Regions from separate parts of the Podarcis muralis genome. Here regions 1 and 2 are each linked to region 3. The links are chromatin contacts, called in public Hi-C maps. All regions are on one chromosome and are shown on one strand. Each heading gives the region's core, a stretch centred on a gene start, on an enhancer-like site or on the middle of the called end of the contact. The rest is flanking DNA. Distances are from core to core; before and after follow the strand shown.

The links. Hi-C and Micro-C count contacts between places; a contact is called where the count stands out from the background.
Region 1: a contact with region 3 is called in a Hi-C map of tail, with 4 times the contacts expected there. The contact joins the promoter of ARMC1 here to the promoter of RRS1 in region 3. A contact is called at or near these places in 2 of 3 Hi-C or Micro-C datasets (blood and tail).
Region 2: a Hi-C map of blood shows a contact between it and region 3, with 4 times the contacts expected there. The contact joins the promoter of LOC144328694 here to the promoter of RRS1 in region 3. A contact is called at or near these places in 2 of 3 Hi-C or Micro-C datasets (blood and tail).

The regions. Positions count from the first base shown.
Region 1 is chr8:34,866,757-34,869,456 of rPodMur119.hap1.1, forward strand. It overlaps ARMC1 (armadillo repeat containing 1), which reads left to right and starts at 1,410. Exons shown (of 7, transcript XM_028736838.2): 1 at 1,410-1,686.
Region 2 is chr8:34,442,757-34,445,456 of rPodMur119.hap1.1, forward strand. It overlaps LOC144328694, which reads left to right and starts at 1,291. Exons shown (of 4, transcript XM_077932942.1): 1 at 1,291-1,430. The coding sequence starts at 1,393.
Region 3 is chr8:34,632,113-34,634,812 of rPodMur119.hap1.1, forward strand. RRS1 (regulator of ribosome synthesis 1) reads right to left here and starts at 1,390. Exons shown (of 1, transcript XM_028736817.2): 1 at 1-1,390. The coding sequence starts at 1,265. The coding sequence ends at 183.

The DNA.
Region 1 (2,700 bases), core at 160-2,659, 230 kb after region 3:
GCAATAACTTTGCAATACAGTACAGTAACGAAAATTCCCAACTAAAAACTTTACAGTAAACTGAAAACAACGTATGGCTGTGTTGTCATTATACTTCCTATTTCAATACATCAAGAAAAAGCCCATTTCTCAATAAATTTATGGGGAGTTAAATACCACTGATAAAACGTCTTATAAGTACGGAAATTGATAAAATGCATGTTGATACAGAAGAATGCATCCTAGTCAAGACACCGCATAGTCTTCCTTTGATGTGGTCCAACTTTAGATGGAGTCCAACAGGGTGGCAACAGCTTTGCCACAACGCCCCCTGGTCCTGACTGATTTGTTAAAGTCTTATGGCAAAAAAACTCAAGACTTAGGAAGTCTGCCTGATTTCTATCAGTTAAGATAGCTGATAGAATGGAATGCTGTTTATGTTGTCAGTTTGAAAATAAGGAAGATGGAAAGCAGGGGAAGAGAGGGAATTGACTTGCTCTCCCCGGAATAATTTAAGGGGTGTTTCAAGACAATACCATTTTTCTTTCCCACTCTCCAGAACTGGATACCTCCCCTCTTATTTCATATAGGGACCCACGTTAGGAGCTAGGAGCCCTCTATTGCTATATGTACTGTATAGTACAGCAGGGGGAAACTTCAGAGCCTTCTCCTCCCACCCCTCAATTCTTCCTGCTCTAACCTAAGAACACTCCTGTGGAGCAGATCCCATTTGTAATTGTTTATCTATTGAAGTTTTACCCTGCCGTTACTCCAGGGAGCTAAGGGTAGCGAACAGGGTCACCCCACGCTCCATTTTTTAATGTATATTTTTGGTTTTTACGAGTGGAAAAAAAGGTTTTATTCATAAAGTACTCCAAAATTCGTTTATTTTTCAGACTCACGGCATGCTGGTGAAAGAGGAAATTAAGGCTGCTATCCAAGCCCCACATGCCCAGGAGTAAGCCCCATTCAATTCAATACGACTTACTCCTGAGTAGAACTGGCTAATAAGGCTGCCTGCATTCCCAAACTAGAGATGAAGAGCCATTCAACGCAGCGGGGCTTACTTCAGAATATACATACACGGGACTGCGCTGCAACACTTCCTTTTCAACCTGCGGTAGCAAACCCCCGTGGAAACACCCACAAATAAATCCCGCTGAACAGGAGCGGGACTCGCTTCCCATAAGCGCTCACACAATCGCCCTGTTTATCCTTTTCGCCTACAACTCCGCTCGCGCCATACTCTCGCGTGACAGCGAAAGCTCACGGCGCCGAGAATGGTCTCCCTGGGACTTGTAGTTTCTTAGGTCCACCTTAAAAAAAAAAAAAAGCCTCACCGGCTCCAACCCACAATGCCGCGGAAGTCCAGCCAGCCGCATTTCACCAATTAGAGACGCGCGTAACAAGGCGAGCCGCGACTGGCCAGGAGGTGCTTTCGGCTGCAGCCAATGGGGTCCCCCGGATCGCCGAGGTGCCGGAGACCTGTGAGCGCCCGCCTGGCTGGGTGAATGTTGTCTCCGGGGGTAGAAGGTTCCAATCCTGCTGACCTCTGGCCGGGCGCCCCGGGGTGCAAAGCGCCTTCTCCCCGCCCGGCCTCCTTTCGCACGAGGGCGGCCTCCGCGGCAGCAGATACGTGACCTGGACCGTTCCTTCTTCTGGCGGGGCGGGAGCAAGAAAGCGCCTCCCCTTTCGCATCCTATGAAAGTGAGGGCGGGGAATGGGGGACCTTCGGAGTGGGGAGTCGGTGGGGAGGAGGCGGCTGGTGAGGGTTAAGGGCTGTTGGGCCCCTGAAGGCAGGGAAAGCCAGACCAAGGAGAGTGACCCCGGGCAGGGTAACATAGAGTCCCCTGACCTCTTCCCACCCCAACCACAAGCTCTTATTTTAAATCACCAAAACATCAGGGATTTCTAATGGCTGCCTTTCTCTCACAGGATCAGCTTATGTATGTTTACTCTGAATTAAGCCCAATTTCGTTTAGTGGGGCTTTGTCCCTGCTAGCCTAAAGTGTGGTACTGTGTGGAGACTCAGATAGAAATTCCATTGGGTTCCATGGGCAGCCCTCCCAGGTAACGGGATATGACTGCAGCAGAAGCTGATTTCAGTTATCTGGCCCTAGGGAATGGGGAGGAGGTTTAAGCGCTGGCGCGTAAGGTAGCAATCCCTTGTGTACTGAACTTCTGATATTTTTGCGATACAAACCAGTACGTGAAATAGTACAAATGACCAACATAGCACCTTGGATGTCCACATCTGGGAATAAGTTCCATCGCAGTGAGCTAGATTTACTTTTGGTTAACTATTTGGTTAACGGTTGTTTCATTTTAGAAAAGGCTTGCTGAAGCATCTAAGACTTGGTGTTTGAATATAGCCACAGTGCTATATGGTGAGTTGCTTTTGTTTTTCAAAAGAGAAACAAAAGTGATTTCTTTGGGTCTTGATTTTTTTTTATCAGACTGTGCATATGCTTGCAAGAAAGTCCTATTGAAACAAGTAGGACTTCTAAGAAGGCATGCATACACCTGGCAGAGTTTGAGTATGAACTTGTGCATGCTTACCAGGGAGCAAGCCCTACTGGCAGAGTGGGATTTATGAATAAACATGCATATAGGATTGTGCTGTGCACTGAAATAAGTAAAAAACAACAACAGTGAAATAGATTAGGCATATTTGTTTTATTTAATCACATATAATTCTTAATATGAGCATGTTGTCAGTCT
Region 2 (2,700 bases), core at 41-2,540, 190 kb before region 3:
ACGGGTATATTTTGGGGGTGGTAAGTTGAGTGTCTTACATATTGAAACAAAATAAAAAAATTCCTTCCAGTAGCACCTTAGAGACCAACTAAGTTTGTTATTGGTATGAGATTTCGTGTGCATGCACACTTCTTCAGATACTTACGTATTGAAGGAAGAAAAAATAACATTAATATATTAATGGCAAGAGTCCAGCAACAGGGGAAGGCAAGTGAGGTGGGGGAGACCTGGGAGAGCTCCTTATGGGGGCACTTGTCCACCTTTGGTGCACCCCATGTTAGAGCACACACTTTTCCATGACGTGGAAGTGTGGTACCAGTCTTGTAGCCCCGTAAAGTCTTAACACGTTTATTAAGACAGGGTAGTCCATTAAAGGTTATGCCATTATAAATGTGTCAGACCCTCCGACTGTCCCAGGGACAGTCCTGGATTTTCCCAGATAATCTCGTCCTGGTTTCTGATTGTCCCACTTTTCCTTAGGATGTCCCTATTTTCATTGGAAAAATGTTGGAGGCTATGGAGTTATCCAGCCCCAAGCCATTTGAAGGCAAGTTAAGTTTTTTTAATGTTTTATTCTATTTTTATATGTTGGAAGCTGCCTAGAGTGACTGGGGCAACCCAGTCAGATGGGTAGGATATAACAGTAAAATTATTATTATGGAATAAAGGTAAAGGGACCCCGAGCATTAGGTCCAGTCGTGTCCGACTCTGGGGTTGCGGTGCTCATCTCGCTTTATTGGCCGAGGGAGCCATCATACAGCTTCCAGGTTATGTGGCCAGCATGACTAAGCCGCTTCTGGGAGCAGTACCTATTTATCTACTTGCACTTTGACGGGCTTTCGAACTGCTAGGTTGGCAGATTATTATAGAATAGGGTGTCCCTATTTTCATCGGAGAAATGTCGGAGGGCATGACGTTAGTCTTATAGGTGCCACAAGACTTTTTTTAAAAAAAAAATTCTTGTCTTTACGGCCACCACTTTGGAAATCAGAGAAAAGCTATAGCTGATCTCTTCTTCCACCGCGAGAGGGTGCGAGATTCAAAACCCAAAATCTCTGGCGCGCAACCAGCATGGATTCCCCCGCCCCCGGAAAAAAAAAACCTTTTTCGCACGTCTCTGGCAAAAAAAAAAAAAAAGCATCTGCCCTGTTGCCTTTTGGGTTAGCCAAGGTGATGAAATGTTGGACTCCAACTCCCGTCAGCCTCAGCTATCCAGGCCCAACTTTCAGGGGATGATGGGAAGTGTAGTCCAGCAATGAAACTTGTCGGCCACCTCGCCCGGAAAAGAGCGAGCGCAAAAGGCGCGTGGCTGGGTGGAGGAGGGCAGGAGGGCTGGTCACGTGCTCCATGGACTTATAATTCCGGTTCCGGCCACGCTCGCGCTCCTTTCTTATGGAGGTCTGCGGGGTTTCGCGTGATCTGCAGAACAGGTAAGCCATTTGAGGGCGAGAGGGGGGGTGGGGGAGGCGGCGGTTTGCGCTGCCTGGACGGCTTGGGGTGCTCGCGCCGACCAGCCTGGCTGCCTTTCCTCCCTCTTCCTCGCCACGTACCTTGAACTCAGCTAGGCCAGGACTCGTGGCGGGTAGAGCGCGCGGAGAGCTTCCCGCCTTCAGCTGGAAGCCGAGGCGGGGGCGGGTGGGGGAACCGTTGTGGGTCTGGATGCCTTTTTTCATGGACGGGGCCACGTCGCGCTCCCTCACAAAGAGGATCCCGCGCGGCTCCCGCGCCTGATAATTGGTCGGGGCTGGGCACCTTTGCCCACTTCTGGAATGCAATTTATAGAATGAGTGGTTGTTTTGGGAAGCCTTGTTATGCACTCACTTCTTTAGAGCCTTCAGCCCACTCTTCTATTCCCCCCCAAACAGTGGAAGGAGATGAAGGTAAAGTTGTCTATTCCATTAGCAGATGGACCTTACTGCATTTATCTAAAAGCAGTTTTTGTCATAACGTGCTATTGCCATGTTACCTATATTCCTCGTGTAGTAACTTGAAAAATAGAGGATTGTTAATACACGTCATGCCAGAGCTTTCCCAAATATGTGTTGTTGTGACACAGTGTGTAGGTGTTTTACAGCTCCCCCGGGGCTGGAAAGGGAGCGGGCAGACCGCTGAGTAGCTGCTGCCATGCTGCACAGGAGCCTCCCCACCTTGCCTGCCCGCACGCTTTCCGTTCCTCCCTGGTCGAGGCTGCTTGTCAGGAGCCCAGATCTGATGATCCATGCTTTCCAAGGAGCCATTGGCGTCTCATTCACTTGCCCCGCCCCACCATGTGCTGCCTGCCTGGCTGGGCTAGGTGCTAGCCCTCCTCTCTTCTCTTGCAGCTCTCCTGCCTCTGGGCCAGTGCAGCGCCAGGCCAGCATGAGGCCCTGGCCCAGGATGGAAGAAGTCTCCTAAGTGCCCTGCAGTAGCCAAGACTAGTTGCCACCCATCCTCACTGGCTGCTGGATCCCACCACTTTGGCTATGCACTTGTTGCAGAGACCACCACCACCACCTGCTCTGAGGGAGTTTAAGTGCTGATGCTGCTATTTTCATGTTTAATTACTTAAATTGCAGTTGAATTAGCCCCTAAAATGGATAGGTTTCTAATTAAGAAATGTTGGTGAAGATGGTGCTTACAATGAACAGAATATAGCAGCTGTAGAGGAAACTATACAAGAATCAACTGTTGAACAGTCTGTTTTAGTACATAAGAAGTGTA
Region 3 (2,700 bases), core at 140-2,639:
CCAACAAAGTACTCAAGAGGGTTTAAGACCACTGTCTAAGTAGAGAAAAAGGTCTCTGCAAGTGAAGGCCACATTTTCTTAAACATAGTCGCAATAATTAAGAGACAGTCCTGTAATTTGCTGAGGCCCTCAGTTCTCCTTAGATGATGCACAGCTGCTCCTGTCATCCTTGGTGACCAGGCTCATTTTCTTTTCCCCTTGAAGCCACCACCTCCCGGTCTCCCGGCCTTCCCTCTCCGAGCTGCCCCTCCACTTTTCTTGCCCTTGGCCCCACCGGGCCTCTGCTGCTGCCGCCGGCCCCTCTTGCCCCGCTGCCCCTGCTTCTTGCCCTTGGCTTTGGCAGCCTCGGCTTCATCTTCCCGCAGCTGCTTGTTGACGGCGCGGGTCAGGTCCAGAGGCGTCTTTTTGCTGCCCAGGCTCCGGACCAGCTCCAGCTGCCTCTTCTTCTCCCCGTCGAGGTCTCCCAACACGGGCCCGAAGCGGCGCTTCTTGCCCCGGGCGCTTTGGGGCGCGCGGGGCTCCTTGGGGAGGCGCGGCTGGAAGCGGCCGACGGAGGCGGTGGAGACGCGGGCGAGGGCGGTGACTCGGCCCAACTCGGAGCGGTCCTGGTGGCCCGTGGGGTGCAGCTCGGCGGCGGCGGCGGCTCCTCCGCGGTGGGCGCGCGCCAGGTTCCTGAGGCGGTTGTACTCGTTGCGCGCCACTTTCTCGCGCTTCTCCTGGCGCTTCTTGGCGAACTGGTCCTCGAGCGGGTGGGCCGAGTCGGGCACCTCGAGCAGCCAGTCCCGGGACGGGTCCCCGCCGGCCCTCTGGTAGCCCCAGCGCCTCCGCCACTCCTTGGCCGCCTCGTCCCACACCAGCGTGCCGCGCTTCTTCCGCGTGGGGCGGATGCCTTTGAGGCGGGCGAACTGCTCCCAGCGCGTGAGGGGCTTGGGCTTGGGCAGCGGCTTCTCCCGGGGCAGCCGCGTCGAAGGGTCCGGCAGCCGCGCCACCACCGGGCCCGCCCCTCCCTCGGCGCGCTCCGACGGCAGCGCCCACAGCTGGCCCACCAGCAGCTGCGTGTTGTCGCGGGCCAAGGCGCGCAGGAGGGCCTCGCGCTGAGGGCAGCCGGCCCCCACGCCGCGCGGCGCCGGGTTCTTGTCCACCGCCAGCAGGTTGCCCACGTCGAACTCCAGCTCCAGCTCCTTGTGCACCGTCACGCTGCGCTGCGTCTCCGCCTCGCGCTCCTCGGCGCGAGCCAGCAGGTCCTCCACCGACGACGCGGCCATTTCCGCCAGGGGGTCGCCAACAGTCTCTTTCTCTCTCTCCACGTGCGCAAAGAACGCTGCCCGGCTCCACGAAAGGTCAGAGGGACTAGTTCCGCTGTTTGAGGGAAAAGAACGGCAACCGGATGTATCGTCAGCGCGGCTTTCTTACCATAGAGACGACGGGAATCATGCGGCAGCGAATGGTCGACACGTCAACTACAACTCCCAGCATGCAATGTTGCAAACGGCGCGCATGGAGAGTTGGATAGTGGGGGATGTAGTCGGATGGGGACTGGAAAGTAGTTCGATGGGGAAGTTGGGGTTGGTTTGCGAGGGTCGCAGGGTCTCCATCCCTGCCCTAGTGTGTGAAATGAAAGCGGTGGGTTAGTAGTCCTGGCATTGTCGATCACGGTGCCACAGAGATGGCTGCCAAAATAAACAGGGAACAGCCAACTGCTGCTGTCGAATGCGGCGGTGGGAGACAGGCCCGTGGAAAATTTTGGTACATAGATGGAATAGGCGTGCTCTGTCCTAGTCCCTGTACTGTACTTATTCCACAATTTCAAAACTGCAATGCAGTTGGAGAGTATTTAGGCACATTCAGGCTGGTCAGTGACTAGGTAGGCTGCAATCCAAACCACTTTCAGTCAGAAATAAACCCTAATGAATTCAGCTTTGCCCCATGTAAGTGGGGTTAAGATTGCAGTCTAAGAAAAGTATAAAAATTTGTCTTTGTTCTTAGCCTTGGTTTCCACAGCAGGTTAAAAAATGGAAGTGTGATTGCGTGTATTTGATCCAATAGCTTTTTCTTTGGAAATTATATTTGAAACAGGTTTTTCATTCCTAAGACGTTTGAGGCCGTGGCACAGTTACTGAATCCCATACACATTGTCAGTGCTTTTTGGGGGGGCAGGGGTACGCATACCCCTAAACATTTTGTGAATCTTCGTACTTTTGTCCATTTACTGTATTTTCCCCGATCTAAACTATAAAATGGTGATTTTCTTGAGTCAAAATGAGAATACCTCTAAACATTTTTTTAAAGAAAAAAAGCACTGGACATACTTAAAAAGAATAAAATCTTTCTCAGATCTATTTATGCTGTGGCTCAAAATCCATTTAAAATAGGTTTCAAGGTAATTTCTCTAAAACAATACTGTTAAGTACCACAAGATGGTACTGTGCTTTGACAACTAATATTTCCTCCTTGCTTCATGCAGCTCATGTTTTTCAACAGAACAGAAGATTCAACTAATTTTTATAGAAGATTCACAGAGAAATCCTATGTCTATTTTATTGTATTTTAAATATATTGTATGCTGCTTCAAGAACTTCAGTTAGTACATGGGGTATAAATGTTCCAAAGAAATAAACAAAACCTGTGCATACCTACTCAGTAAAGCCAAATTTACAACGAGATTTGCTCCCAGGAAATTATGGCTAGAATTGCAGTTTT